3 separate regions of the Mus musculus genome follow, and regions 1 and 2 are each linked to region 3. Evidence: chromatin contacts called from public HiChIP or PLAC-seq data. All regions are on one chromosome and are shown on one strand. The core of a region is the stretch at or near the end of the contact, and the rest is flanking DNA. Distances in the headings are between cores, read along the strand shown. Region 1 overlaps Ctnnd1 (catenin (cadherin associated protein), delta 1). Region 2 holds the start of Calcrl (calcitonin receptor-like). Region 3 overlaps Itgav (integrin alpha V).

Region 1 (2,700 bases), core at 201-2,700, 890 kb before region 3:
ACATAGTTTGGTCCATTCTCAGAGTCGGCCAGTGCTTCTTTTTTGCAGGAAAAAGCTAAGGTTGCCTGTCAGCCTCTTTGCTGCCTGAGCTACAGTGCAATTCCTAGTGGCCCTCCTCCTGTTCTCTTGGGAAGTCAGGAACTTTGCCCTCAGAACTTGATAAACTGCCTTTCTGTAGGGTGGAGTCTGCTGCCTTTGTTTGTTCTCGGTGGGGCCGGCTTTAGGAATCAGTTCCACATGTAGGCAAGTTTGAAGAGTTTAAAAGCAGTGGAAATGGGTGACATGTTCTACTGTTGGTGATCATCTTGATGGCACTTTCTTGGGGGGGTGGTGGTGCCACTTGTAGCTGTGCTGACTGGAATAGCAGCTTTAGCTTTTAAATCCCTATTTCAGTGTCTTAAGGTGAAAAAATTTGCCAGGTACAATATTAAAAATCTCTTCCACCCCCCCCCCCCCAAGACTCTTACTTAGGTCTGTGCATATAGTATCTTTCTGCTGATTCTTAAAGGCCTGAGCTTTGTCCTATGTAGTGTTGGCTTCAGGCTGAGAGGAGGGTTGTTTTCCTGAACACGATAAGGAACTGAGCAGGGCAAAGTAGGAGCTCTAACTGGTGATTGGTAGACAGGATGCCCTGGAATGTGGTTGGCCTGCAGCCCAGAATCCAGCACTTTGTATTTGTTTGTTTCTGGGAGACTGTGGTCTGGTGCTACTGTGACAGGAAGTGAGAAAGCTGGGAGTGGGGGAACAGAGAGGGGTGATGTCTTTGTGGTTCTCCTGTGAAATCTCTTTGTCCCTGGAGAGCGGCTCTGCTGCAGAGCCCTACTGAGAAGAGAGCAGCCTTTGTGTCTAATGGGTCTCAGAGCAGCTAGCTACTCTGAGGGATTAGAGGGTGTGAGATCTGACTGTGGCCTTTTACATCTCAGCACTTGAGTTATATAAATGGCCTTGATCTCTTAGCATTGAAGAGCTTACTGAGTTTTGTGTATGCTATGCTTATTTATGGATCTAGGATTTAATTAAGAATGGAATTCTAGGAGGGCATGGATGATGTTAGATAATGTTGATGTACTATGTAGGTTGCAGAAGTTGTTTGGGGTTTGAAGGGGGCAAAGAAACTGGTAATCCTGGAGCCTTTCTGTGTGGCACCTTGCTACCCACAGGAGTACCCACCCTGCCTATTTGATTTCAGCATCCCCTTACTGCAGGTGGCCAATGTTTACCCCTAACCGGGCATAGCTGGTAGTTCCCTGGGATTGAAGTAGTGTACCCATGACAGTTTGTCCTCCTCCTGCTGCCCCCTTTCTTTCTTGTTTTGTTTTTCCTGCTCTTCATTCCAGCTGTGAAGTAGGCATCTTTTATCACTGTTGATTGGGTGGCTGAGTCCTCAACTTCTTGCTAAGCTGGCTAGCTCTGAGCACACACACAGACCCGCCTTTGATTGACCAGGAGGACAGCTGCCCTAGAGGCAGATTGCTAACATACCGCTAGAACAATCCCTTCCCTCTGTCTGATGCTGCCAGCACAGTCTTCTCTGCTTCTTGTTCCTTCTCTTTCTCATCCCAACTGTGATCTTTGCGCTTGACTTAGTGAGATGTCATAATTAAAAAACAATATTTTGATGAGATTTTCTTATTTGAGGTGGCATAAGGGTGACTGTTTTTTGCTAAATTTCTAGATGAGGCTTGCCAATCAAAGTAGGTGATTGGTATAAAGAAGTACCTGATTTTGATTTGAGTACTTGCTCCTTATAAAAAGAAACTTAGTCAGATGCTGGGAGGTGGTGGCTCATGCTTGGGGACCACAGGTAGGCAGATCTCTTTGAGTTCAAGGATAGAAAGGCTACAAGGAGAGACTCCCCGTCTCTAAATACAAAAACAAAACAACAAAAAAGAAACGTATAGAATACGAGCCCCAGAACTGAGGAATGCTTTGCCTTGTAAAGGGAAGGTAAGACCCAAAGGTCCCTCGGGGTGGATCCACTACTCCTTGCCCATGTCTACCCTACTTCCTTCCTCAAACGTGTGTGTGTGTGTGTGTGTGTGTGTGTGTGTGTGTGTGAGAGAGAGAGAGAGAGAGAGAGAGAGAAGATAGGAGCTCACTCTGTAGCCCAGACTAGCTTGAAATTCTCTTGTTTCAGCCTCCCTTGTATTTTTTGTATTTGGATTACAAGTATGTAATACTATCATATCCTGCTCAAAAAATAACAATAAAACCCCTTGTTTTAACTTTTGTGTACTTAGGATGACTCATAACACTGGAAGCATAGAAAGTTCCTACCCTCCCGTGTGGGGAGAAGTACTATGGCCTTGAGTAGGGCTGCTTACCGGCAGTGCTACTTACGATATGTTCACTTAGTATAGCAAAGCAGACATAGCACTGTGGGCAGAGAGCCGCTGGAGCCCACCTAGGTTTTCAGAGAATATGGCCATCACACAGGTACTGGCCAGACCACCTTACAGACAGGTTGGTACTGGATCAGAAGGTACTGAGAAGATTCTGCTGAGAATTTCTATGGGGAGATTGCAGCACACTGTGCTCTAGGCCTGGGTTTTATCTTTCATTCAGATGGGAAAGCATTTCATCCTGTTACCTGTTAATATAGTTAAAGTGTCGTGCTTCCTGTCACTGCTTTCTTCATAGATGCACTGTTGTTCATAAAGACAGATGTTTCCAAAACCTCACAGAAGGGGTATCTATTGA
Region 2 (2,700 bases), core at 177-2,676, 680 kb before region 3:
TTCCCTATAGAAAGCAAAACTAAAGTGTCCACAAAGTAACTTCCCAGTTTATCGCCGTCTCTTAAAACTACATTGTGTAGTTCAGCTTCTTACACAGACTTTCCATTTTCAGTGATGGAGATGGTCAATTATGTCCCATATTTCTAAACGGATGCATCCTATTCTATATCCATATACAGAATTAAAGATTCTGCAATAAATCTCCTCCATGGATCAAGATAGGAAACATTTAAAAATGGCGGTGTCTTTCAGGAACACGATATCCAGAGATTCTGCACCCTGTGTCTTTAGTGCGGTTCCTCATCTGCTAGGACTTTGAGCTCCTCATCTGCTACTTGGTTGTAGTAGCTTCGCTATTCGTCTGTTCCTCCAAGGTGAAGCAGCAAGATTGTAGTAGCTAGTTAGAACTTGCCATTTTCTAAATGTTATAAAATATGTTGATTCAAAGTTTAAACAGACAAATTATATTATTTTATCCATCCTTTCCAGTTTATACGTGAGACATTTGATGCAAAGATCATGTGACTTTTAGTGCTGTCTGGCTTCAGGAGTTATGATTATTGCCAAATCTCATAATTTATCATATTATATAAAACTAACAAGTATATTTCAGGTTTATAGGCTTTTTTTCCTGATCATACGCAATGATTTCTTACTTTATGATATAATTATGTTTAGAGGGAAAACTTTTTTTTAAATTGAAGTTCATTTATTGTATGAAATTATTTCATAGTATCATGTTAAACTAAAGCCACCTTTCCTTGAAGGTTATTTTGAGGTACAACTAGTATAATGTTTAGATTATATAAAATGATATAATTATGTCAGATATTTAAAAGTATGTACAATGATTTCATACTCTATACACAGTCTGGCTTTACAGGACATACAACTCAGGAACTCCTAGAAAGGACAGCCCGAAGCCTGTTCATCTTCTCATGCAAAACTGGTTGTGGAGTTGCATCAGATATTAGTGCTCAAAATTGAGTCCGAATTAGTAATTCTGATGCTCAAAATTCCATGCACATTTAAGAAAAAAAGATGTGACTGATAAATTGTTCCTGGTTGTTCTGTGAACCTTAATTCGACACACACCCACACTCCTAACTCCTTTGATTCTTTTACACCAAGATCGCCTTCAAATCCCAGGCAGCAAGTTCTAACAGAACTCAGTCTAGGTGAAAGGCAGCCAGCTTTTGCTGGTAACAATGTGTTCATACAGCAAAGGATCTCTGTCTGTTCAGGCTGCTTCTTGCTCTTGTCAGAGTGAGAAGGGAGTTGCTGCTCCTTTCCTGGGGTAAGCTATTTGAGAAAGAAAGTAACCTAACACTAAGTGCAGGCGGGGCGGGGTGATGTAACAGGAAGCTGTGATGTTTCCCTTCTGCTGCTGATCGCTTACAATCTGACAACACTCCCCATCTACTCAGAACAAGCCCTCTCTTCGCAGCGTGCACTTCTGCCTTAGGACCGGCGGGCTCTGTTGCCTGGACCTCACGCTGCCTGCAGGACCACATTGCAAAGCTTTCCACACCTCGCCTCCGGGAAACTCTTGTGCAGTATCTCAGAAAATCAAACTCCCTCCTGAGACTATTCCCACAGAATTTCCTTAGGAGCTGTGCCAGGTAAGTGTATTATTCAAAATAAACGTATGTATTCTCAGCACTATTCTTAAGTATTATGACAATGTTTCTAACAAGAATTTAGTAAGTGGCATTGAAATAATGTTGAAACCGCTTCATTTAGTCTACAAAGGGATACTAGAGAGTCTTACTCCAGAATGCATACAAAATGTACTACTAGTGCATAAGAGTATTTACAGTGATACTTTAGAAAATAAATTTACCAATTATTAACGATGTGAGCGGGCTATAAGGCAAGTTTCTGAACAAATACCTTAATCAGGAAACAATGCCTTTTTAAAGTTAGTTGTACTACCAGCTCAAGTCCTGACAGCTGGAAAACATTTGCACCCCAGGAAGGGTCTTTAAATTTTCCACATAATCAGTATTCTAAGGAAGGGATGGCAGAAGACTATGGGGTTCCAGAGTCTTCCTGTGTGGCTGAACACAAAGTTGGATTAAGAAGAAAAGCCACCGGCTTGGACTTCTGTTTGCTTTCCGCTTCTTTTGACATTTACACCTCTAACTAGGGAACCAATGGAATTTTCATTGTTCTTTGTTGCTAGATTTGTGTAAATACCCCATTTTTGGTTTTCCTTTGTTTTTGTTGTTGTTTGTATTGGGTTTTTTTCTTTTGGGGGGGGTGTTCATGAATTGTCTCCACTGTATTAAGATCATGGGTGTCTTACAAATAAGGTAAGGGGAAAACAAAAACAAGACAAAACAAACAAACAAACAAACAAAAAACCCAACCAACAACCAACCAACCATAAACCCCACAACTGCCCAGGGTTAAGAAAATGTAGTGATTTCTACATTACTTCATGGTTTTTAAACTCTTAAGCTTAGAGTTGTGTTACTTCAATTATACTGGAAACTTGTGGGGGAAGAGTGTGAAAGGAGTCTCCATAAATACATAAACAGAGGCACGATAAGCAAGTGGATTAGCTCATTAAGCAGAGGAATTAAATTAGATTTTCAGCTATGATGCTGAGATGAAGCAGCTGCAGGTCTCTCTTGCCACAGTACAGACTGTCCTGAGAATCTAAGGAGCTAGTGCCTACTTAACAAGTGGCTGTCA
Region 3 (2,700 bases), core at 132-2,631:
TTCAAAAATACATATAACTAAAAATAAATGACTTTGATAACAGTATAGGAATAAAATAAAATATAAAACAAAATGGTATACAAAATACCTCTTCCTATACCATCCCCGGTACACAGGTCCTTCTAGCAGACAACATCAGTGGTTCCTAGGAGGCACCTTTCTCTTGCTCCAAGGCCCTCTCTCTTGGAACATGGTGATTCCAGATAGCTTTGCCCCTGACCCTGTCGGCCACCTGGAAGAGCAATAGCTGAAACCCTTCCTGAGCCTGAAGGCTGATCATATCATGGACGTGATACTGGTAGACTCCAGGAAACTGCTGTCCTCAGCCTCACCTCCTAGGCAGAGAGATCATCAAGTGATAAGTCACCGTGAGCTGACAGAACATCAAAGACATCTATCTGCCTGTCGTGGAAGTCTCCAGGGTAGGGTGTACGTGTAGCAGCCCTTGTTTGAGGGAGGAGCATGTTTCCCACATAAGGACAAGTTCCTGGAAACCCTCTTCCTTTCCTGTGAGGACCTGAACTAGAGCTAGCTCCATCTCCTGCTCAGGGACTCCCAGTTCTTATATAGCCCTGACTGTACCAGTGTTACTGTTTCGAGTGAGTAGATATCCTGGTGGATCCTGGGACCTCAGAGTGAATCAACGTCATGGCCTGCCAGGTTTGCTTCCTCTGCCTTTCTCTCAAAGCAGCCTGCTGCAGAGGCGGAGGACATGGCACCACCAGCTAAAGGCCTTCCATCACCTGGATGGGGCAAACCTCGGGGAGATGTGCAAGGCAGTGCCTATGTGGAAGGATGAGGCAGGGCATGTGCTGACACATGGGAGGATATTGAACATGAGCTAAAGAGTTTGGGCTTTGGGGAAGTGGATCTGGTTTTGAGGGAGAAAGATGGAAGAACTCAGAAGCTGTCACAAACATCGCAAGGAGAGACATGGAAGGATGGGGCCCCTTTGACTTCGTGTAAATGGCTCAACACAACCCCTAGTCTACTGCTGTGACCACTGCCCTGGCTGGTGCCAGTTCCAATTCCACCGGGTCCTACAGTACACATGACCGCACCCAGGTTGACTGCAGCCCTTCTTCTGGATGTTTGTCAGCAACCCACTGCTGACTAAGAATGACCAAACCTCAGCAGCCTAACTCGAGATGGAGGCTATGACCTTCAGGATGTCTGCTGCAGATCCTCCAGAATGCTGTATGGGTGTGCAGCGACATGGGGGTGAGAGGGAGCAAGCATGCACGAGACACTGACACCAGGGAAGGAACAGTTCCTGAAAGCCCAAGTCAGTACAAGAGCCACGCTGGTACCCAGAGCCTGGAGCTCCTGGAGAACTGCCTTCTCCCCCCTACCAGAATACTTCAGATATTTTTCTCAGAGCTCACTTCCTCTTTACAATGAATCATACAGTGAAAAGGGAGGCTGTCCTAGATCCAGGGCAGTCTTCCCCTGTGCCTTTCCCACTGCAGCGATTTCTTCCGCTTGTTTGAAAAGGGTTTCTCCTGTTTAGTTCCCAAGATGCAGATGCCTCTGTGCAGCTCACTATGGACATGGGAGGCACCCACTGCTGTGGACAAGATCCTCATGGAGAAGCCCATGTGCATCCCCAAGTGTCTGTGTTCCACTTAAAATATATTATATGTTATAAAAAGAAAGAAACAAAGGAAGAAAAGAAAGAAGGAAGGGAGGGAGGGAGGGAGGGAGGGAGGGAGGGAGGGAGGGAGGGAGGGAGGGAGGGAGGGAGGGAGGGAGGGGAGGGAATCCTGTTTGGTTTTGCTTTGTTTTGTTGTTGAGACAGGGTTTCTCTGTGTACTCCTGGCTGTCCTGGAACTCACTCTCTAGACCAGGCTGGCCTCGAACTCAAGGATCTGCCTGTCTGTGCCTCCCCAGTGCTGGGATTAAAAGCGTGTGCCACCACCACTCAAAAAGAAAGAAGGAAAGGAGCCGGGCATGGTGGCACACGCCTTTAATCCCAGCACTCGGGAGGCAGAGGCAGGCAGATTTCTGAGTTCGAGGCCAGCCTGGTCTACAAAGTGAGTTCCAGGACAGCCAGGGCTACACAGAGAAACCCTGTCTGGAAAAAACAAAAAAAAAAAAAAAAAAAAAACAAAAAAAAAAACAAAAAAAAGAAGGAAAGGAAAAAAAGATACTTCCTGCCATAATGCTTCTCAGGGACTTGTCTCTGTGGATATCAAGATTAATGTAAGCTAGAAAAGTCACAGAAAATACATGCAAATTCTATATTTTTGGTCTTATGCTTATCAACCAGTTTAAAATCCATAGTTCTTTTCCATATGAAAACATATTTACCACTTATTAAGAACAAATGAATACTGGTCAGAGGTTTTTCATTTTGTTTTGTTTTTAAAGCATCAGATATCAGACATATGTTTTGGATGTAAGCAGAAATTTTAAAAACTAATTTAAGGCAGACATTGTGATGCAAGTCTGTAACCCCAGCACTCAGGACACCGAGGCTGGTAAATCAAGAGTCTGAGGGCTGCCTGTTCAAGCAAGTAGAACCCCTGTCTTCAAAACATAAATAAATAAATTACATTACATTAAATATTAAAAGGCCTGGCTTCCTTAGGGCAGTGGTGCTCAACTTGCCTGACCTGTGACCCTTAATATAGTTGGTCCCCAACCTTGCTAATACTGTGACTCTTTAATACAGTTCTTCATGTTGTAGTGACCCCCCAA

What was found. HiChIP or PLAC-seq counts read pairs in DNA pulled down with a chosen protein or histone mark.
Region 1: a contact with region 3 is called in a FOXA1 HiChIP or PLAC-seq map of pancreatic cancer cells. The contact joins two enhancer-like sites. A contact is called at or near these places in 5 of 115 datasets of contacts at active chromatin or transcription factors (astrocytes, embryonic stem cells and pancreatic cancer cells).
Region 2: a contact with region 3 is called in an H3K4me3 HiChIP or PLAC-seq map of bone marrow-derived macrophages, with 6 times the contacts expected there. The contact joins the promoter of Calcrl here to the enhancer-like site in region 3. A contact is called at or near these places in 10 of 39 promoter capture datasets (the C10 cell line, the HPC-7 cell line, cranial neural crest and 5 more), 1 of 484 Hi-C or Micro-C datasets (bone marrow-derived macrophages), 4 of 115 datasets of contacts at active chromatin or transcription factors (the NIH/3T3 cell line, bone marrow-derived macrophages and microglia) and 2 of 9 other capture datasets (liver and macrophages).

Annotation. Positions count from the first base shown.
Region 1 is chr2:84,633,826-84,636,525 of GRCm38.p6, reverse strand. All of the region lies in intron 1 of Ctnnd1 (catenin (cadherin associated protein), delta 1), which reads left to right. Among named protein-coding and RNA genes, the nearest start is that of Ctnnd1, 16 kb to the left of the region's middle. Within about 2 kb of position 1,450, at least 290 of the 459 cell types and tissues checked have an H3K27ac peak or open chromatin away from gene starts, as enhancers often do. A contact at or near this core is called in pancreatic cancer cells, where this site is marked.
Region 2 is chr2:84,423,992-84,426,691 of GRCm38.p6, reverse strand. Calcrl (calcitonin receptor-like) reads left to right here and starts at 1,426. Exons shown (of 16, transcript NM_018782.2): 1 at 1,426-1,622.
Region 3 is chr2:83,743,177-83,745,876 of GRCm38.p6, reverse strand. All of the region lies in intron 2 of Itgav (integrin alpha V), which reads right to left. It also overlaps the pseudogene Dnmt3l-ps1. Among named protein-coding and RNA genes, the nearest start is that of Itgav, 20 kb to the right of the region's middle. Within about 2 kb of position 1,381, at least 110 of the 459 cell types and tissues checked have an H3K27ac peak or open chromatin away from gene starts, as enhancers often do. A contact at or near this core is called in the NIH/3T3 cell line, bone marrow-derived macrophages, microglia and 1 more, where this site is marked.